Linked DNA regions of Macaca fascicularis: region 1 is linked to region 2. The links are chromatin contacts, called in public Hi-C maps. All regions are on one chromosome and are shown on one strand. The core of a region is the stretch at or near the end of the contact, and the rest is flanking DNA. Distances in the headings are between cores, read along the strand shown. Region 1 holds the start of RNGTT (RNA guanylyltransferase and 5'-phosphatase). Region 2 holds the start of PM20D2 (peptidase M20 domain containing 2).

Evidence for each region. Hi-C and Micro-C count contacts between places; a contact is called where the count stands out from the background.
Region 1: a Hi-C map of skeletal muscle shows a contact between it and region 2, with 6 times the contacts expected there. The contact joins the promoter of RNGTT here to the promoter of PM20D2 in region 2. A contact is called at or near these places in 2 of 2 Hi-C or Micro-C datasets (liver and skeletal muscle).

The regions. Positions count from the first base shown.
Region 1 is chr4:86,408,639-86,411,504 of T2T-MFA8v1.1, reverse strand. RNGTT (RNA guanylyltransferase and 5'-phosphatase) reads right to left here and starts at 1,572. Exons shown (of 15, transcript XM_074037494.1): 1 at 1,397-1,572. LOC135970574 (a long non-coding RNA gene) reads left to right here and starts at 1,702. Exons shown (of 2, transcript XR_010586323.2): 1 at 1,702-2,081.
Region 2 is chr4:86,264,118-86,266,980 of T2T-MFA8v1.1, reverse strand. PM20D2 (peptidase M20 domain containing 2) reads left to right here and starts at 1,466. Exons shown (of 9, transcript XM_074037491.1): 1 at 1,466-1,547. SRSF12 (serine and arginine rich splicing factor 12) reads right to left here and starts at 1,385. Exons shown (of 6, transcript XM_065543745.2): 1 at 1,198-1,385.

The sequences.
Region 1 (2,866 bases), core at 323-2,822, 140 kb before region 2:
CCACCCCAAGCAGAGTACTCACTATATGTTTCCAATTATTTAAAAATTTCTAGAAAATGCAAACTATAATTACAGAAAGCAGATCAGCAGTTGCCAGGCAAAGAAGAGATTTAAAAAGGGACAGGAGGAAACTTTGAGGGGTGATGGTTTCATGGTTGTTTCCTAGGAAAGAGATGTATTTGTGTATATATAGTCAAAATTTATCAAACTGTACACTTTAAAGCCTATTGTATTCAAGCTCAATAAAGATGAAAAAAACTACAAGAAAAATGATTTAAAGAAACAAAAACCAGACCAAGCAGGGTGGCTCTCGCCTATAATCCCAACACTTTGGGAGGCCGAAGTGGGAGCATCGCTTGAGTCCACGAGTTCAAGAGCAGCCTCGGCAACATAGTGAAACTGTCTCCACAAGAAATAAACAAAAAAATTATGGCTGGGCGTGCTGGCTCACGGCTGTAATCCCAGCACTTTGGGAAGCCGAGGCGGGCGGATCACTTGAGGACAGGAGTTGGAGACCGGCCTGGCCAACATGGTGAAACCCCGTCTCTACTAAAAACACAAAAATTAGCCAGGTGTTGTGGCACGCACCTGTAATCCCACCTACTTGGAAGGCTAAGGCAGGGAGCCGATATCACGCCACTGCATTCCAGCCCGGGCGGCAGAGAGAGACTATGTCTCAAATATATATATTATAAATGTGTATATATATATTAAATAAACAAAAAAAGTAGCCGGGTGCGATGGCAGGAGCCTGTAGTCCCGGCTACTTGGGAGGCTGAGGTGGGAGGATCGCCAGCCTCAGCGAGAGACCCTGTTTCACAAAAAAAAATAAAAACAAAAAACTAACAAAAACACCCTCCAGATTCCCAGTCTCAATGTGACCCCATTTCACCGCTGGGAACCGCCCCTTCCCTCCTTATCCTCCTCCATCTCAAGACTGACACTCATCCCTTCTAATTCGAGGGGAAGGTTGAACCCTAAAAGGTTCACAAACTACTAAGACTCAAAGTACGCCCACTGTATTCCTGGATCCTCACCTCCTGCCACCAACCTACTGTCTACCTTCACATTCGCACAGTTAGCCTGGCAGGAATAGTGACAAGTGCCCCCCATCCGCCGACCATCCCCTCCCGTTCATGTTCCCAAACATTCGTCCACGAAGCGTAATCAGATGGAGCATATCCCACTCCTGAAATACCACTAACGGGCACAGAACCACCAAAAGCTGAGCTCCTCAGTCGGCCCACCCCCGGGCACGCTGGAGTGTGGGGATTCGAATACCCCCCAGTCCAGGTTACCTGCCACCGGCTGGCCGCGCCGGGGACAGTTCAGCCACCGCGGCGGGATCTTGTTGTGAGCCATGTCTTGGGGGCTGCGCAGAGCTGCCCTCCCTCACCAACGTTCGCCGCGCCTTTGCAGCCGCCTCCCCGTGGTCCGGTGCGCACCGGGGTCCGAGACACCCGAATCGCAGCAGTAATCCGAATTCCAGCCGCTCAAATCCGGGTAACGTCAGGGGCAGCGCGCCACTTTCATTCAGGATCAACTCCACCGCTCCAGGAGAACCCACAATGCACTGCAACTTCCGCCCCCGAAGGCCCCGCCCCCTTCTTTCCGAGGTCAGAGGGAAAGAAGAGGAAGCTCTGCGGAAGGATAGCAAAGAGTTAAGGCGGCGACGAATGGGAGGAGCGGTCCGTCTCTCGCCCCGCTCGGCCCCGCCCCTCCCGGTCGCGGTCCCCGGACGCGCACTTGCGCTCCTGGTTTGCCTTTGCATATGTGCAATTGCGTTTGTACCGAACTCCGCAGGACGAAGCGTGTATTTTTTTCCAATCTAGACAACCTAGAGAAACCCAAAAAAGAGGGAAGCCAAGCCCCTTTCCATGCGTTGATTGCCCGTCACTTCCATTAAGGCATCTGTTTTACTGATGAAGGAGGCCTTCTGAGCGTTACCACAGCGCAAGCTTGGCGTCCCAGCTGGATCTAGGTTTGATTTGGTATTAGGGAAAGTTGTTCAAGGGAATAAGTCTTAGGAGAATTCTAAGGGCGTGAGATTGGAGTACCAGAAATGGGGAATTTTTCTTACGGTGAGTACTTACGAGGATCTATGAAGCGTCTGAAATTAATTCCAGAACACTTAGAGTTTTGTTTGTACATTTCTTTATCAAAGTTTCAAAGCATACTGGGGAGTTTGAGAAGGTCCATGTCTCCAAAAAAGTTACTAAATAATGTGTATAATTGACAAAGGCAGGAGTTGCTCAGTGGAGAACCGTTTCGTGGCGGTGTTCTCCTCTGCCTACCAAATAAACAGTCCCTTTTATTTTCCCTTCGAGTTAAGCAGAGGTGCTTGGAAGCATTTTATGAATGCCGTCCTTTAACGAGCCTTTCCTTTGTTACCAGATTAAATTAGTGTTAAATATAAAGCTGGATGATGGCAAATCAATTATAAAGTAGTTTGGCTTTAAACACCAATGCTGTATTGGAACTGCAAGAGCATAAGGCTGCAGGGAATACATTTTTAAAGCTTCGATGGGGAACTTTCTGGGAAACTCAACCCCTTGAATGCCTGGACCCCCTCAGTAAGAGTCCCATCAGTAGAGACAGTCTGACAGCCATCTCTCTGAGGCAGCCTGAGTTAGGTCACACTTCTGGTCTGTCCTGCTGTTGCGTCTGCTCAGAACTGTTAGTGAAAGTGTCAACTCCTCCCCTGACAGAACAAGATAATACCCAGTTTGTTTTAAGGCCATCAGTCTACCCAAATAATCTCCTATTAATTCCCTTTTCTGCTGATAGAGTGTGTACCATGCCCAAAATGGTAAAAAAATAAAACCTTCCATCCCCAGCCCCCTTCAAGGATGGGAAAGGTGAGCCT
Region 2 (2,863 bases), core at 217-2,716:
CTGTAATCCCATCTACTTGGGAGGCTGAGGCAGGAGAATCGCTTGAACCCAGGAGGCAGAGGTTGCAGCGAACCAAGATCGGGCCATTGCACTCCAGCCTGGGGGACAAGAGCGAGACTTCGTCTAAAATAAAATAAAATAAAATAAAATAAAATAAATAACTAAAAAATAAAAAATACGTAACATTTATTTACTTCTCAAAGGTAAATTATAATACTTATCGCAGATGAGTATGGAGTCAAGAGCTCCATATATCTGTACCTGTCTAGTCAGTCCCAGGTAAATCACTACAACGCTTAGCTTCCGCTCTCCCTTATATACAATAAAACAGTACTGCATAGGTATAAAGGTTGGGGGAAGTAAATGAAGTAAGCCCAGTGAAATGAAAATGTCTATTAACACAGTTCCCTCTCCCCTGCCCCCAATTTCTCCAGCTCCATTAAGGAAGGAAGTGCTATATGAAGAAGTCATTCCTTAATATGTGTTCAGACACTCTGTAGACAGAATTCTCAAAAGAGGGGTAGGGCATCAGGATCAACCAGGTGAGTCTACCCTCAAGCCATTAAAAAGGGTGTTAATACTAGACTCAGAACTTTAAAAGAAAAACGCACCGATCTCATTCATTGAAGTTATTTTTTGTGTGCAGAATAAAATTGTGTGAATAAAATGCAAGCAGCACCGTAAGTAGACCACAACCGGGGGAAAGAAACTGTAAGGCCCGAGTACGCATTATGGTACAGTACGTTCTCACCAGCTCCAATTCCTCTTCATCTAGGAGGGTTGGAAGCGCGGTTTTATCAGGGCACGGCGACAAAGGGGCTGAAACGCGGGCACTCGCTGGAGCGCAAACCCTCCCGACTCGAGGCGGGGAGAGATCTGGGCTCCGGAGAGGAGCGCCCCGTGCCCCACGGCCCGCCGGCTGCGGCGCTGAGGCGCGGAAAGCGGCGCGGGCCCGGCAAGCGATGTGCGCGGCGCCGGGGCTGAAAGCTGGCCGAGAGGGCGGAGGCGCGAGTCCCGCCCAGGCCGCGGAATAGTCCGCGGGCTCACACCTCCCCCGGGGAGGCGCCTCCGCCGGCAGCGCAGCCTAGGCCCGCGGGGAGGCTCCGCGCAGCCCCGCCGGGCCTCGGCCGGGCTCCGCGGCGCGGCCGTTACCTCGCCCCTCCTCCGAGCCCCCAACCTGCAGCCGCGGCCGTTCACCTGGTGGCATCCGCGACGTTCCTGATGAACAGGGAGGTGTTGGGGGGCCTCGTGTAGCGAGACATGACCGCTTCCTCTGTTCCCTCCGGGTGTGCCAGCGGCCGCTAGTCTCGCTCAGTCTCCCGCTACCGCCGCTGCCGCCACAGGAGCTCCGCCGGCCCCCGGCGCGACCCCCACCCCTCGGCCTCAGCCCCGCCAGCGCGCAGCCGCAGAGGCCGGCGCAGGGGGGGCGCAGCGCGGCGCCAGCCTGGACGCACGGGCCGGGGGCGGGGGCGGGGCCGGCGCGGCCCGGGGACCGCGGGAATCCCGAAGACAGGAGCGTGGCCGTTCCGAGGCCCTGTGGGATCCAGGTATGGAGGGTCCTGGAGTGCGACGGGATTTGGGGAGGGGGCGGCGGGGGCTAGTGTATGTCAGGAGGGCGGAAGCCAGAGGGGGCTTGGGGCCGCGGCGGGGACGTCGGGGGTTAGAGGACCCAGAGGTGGTGGCGGGGCTGCGGCTGGGCGGAGGTGGGGGCGGTAAGAGCCGCGTTCAACCGCGCCCCCGCCCAACCCCCTGGGCTCTCAGCGCATCGTCCTCAGCCCAGGACCTTGGCAGTTGGTAGGCCTCCTGCCCCTTTGGTCTTGAGCTTTCAGCTTTCCAACTGTGAGGTCTCGGTTTTGTTCGGATTTGTTTTTTAATAGAGACGGGGTCTCGCTGTGTTGCCTAGGTGGTCTCGAACTCCTGGGCTCAAGCCTCTCGTGCCTTGGCCTCCCAAAGTGCTGGGATTACAGGTGTGAGCCACCGCGCCTGGACTGTTGGATTTTTAAGTATTACATGATTCTTCATCCTTTATTCACTTGGGACATAACACTCAGCTGTGAGTACATTCATTCAAATGTTTATTGAGCGTCTACTATGTACCAGGCACTTAGCGTGGGATATAGCAATGAACAAACAGGCCAAGCCCCGCCCTCAGAGCTTACTTTCTAGAGAGGGGGACAAACGAATGTACAAATGAATACATGATGTAGGAGACAGCAGTTAAAATGCGGGGACAATTAAGCAAAATTTAAATTACCCTCTCCCCATTCCCCCAAAATGTTGTAGCCCATTCCCTTCTAGTTAGACTCTTGTGTTCGCTTTGCTCCTGTGGCCTGCAGGCACAGCCTGTTACTCAGCGCTGGCACTGTAACCAGGCAACTCCTGAGTGTGAAGAGTACCCCTTTTCGCTCTCTGAAGTGGTAGGCTTTGAAGAATACATGTCACGGTCACCCTTCTAGCTCACAGCCCTCCCAGAGGCTGTGGAGGTTCCTCAGTCTGCAGCTGTACTGGAACGGTGGCTATTCTTTCATTCAGAAGGGATTGCTTTGGCACTGCAGGCACAGGGCTAGACTGGCATCGTGCCTATTCCCCTGGAGCTTAGAATTTGGTAAGGAGGCAGAATCTAACAGTCACACTGGTAAAGATACAGACTATGATACAGGGCTATGAAAAGAACTATATGCTGCTGAGAGCGGGCATTGTGGGATGATGAGCAAGGCTAGAGGGTCACTTCTGTTCCCTGAGCAAGTCTTGAAGAGATGGGTAAAGAATGGAGAAGAGTAATTAGTGCAGTGGAACAGCACGTGCAAAGGCTTTGAGGCAATATAGTAAACGAGGCAAAACAGAAGCATGAAGCTGGAGAAGA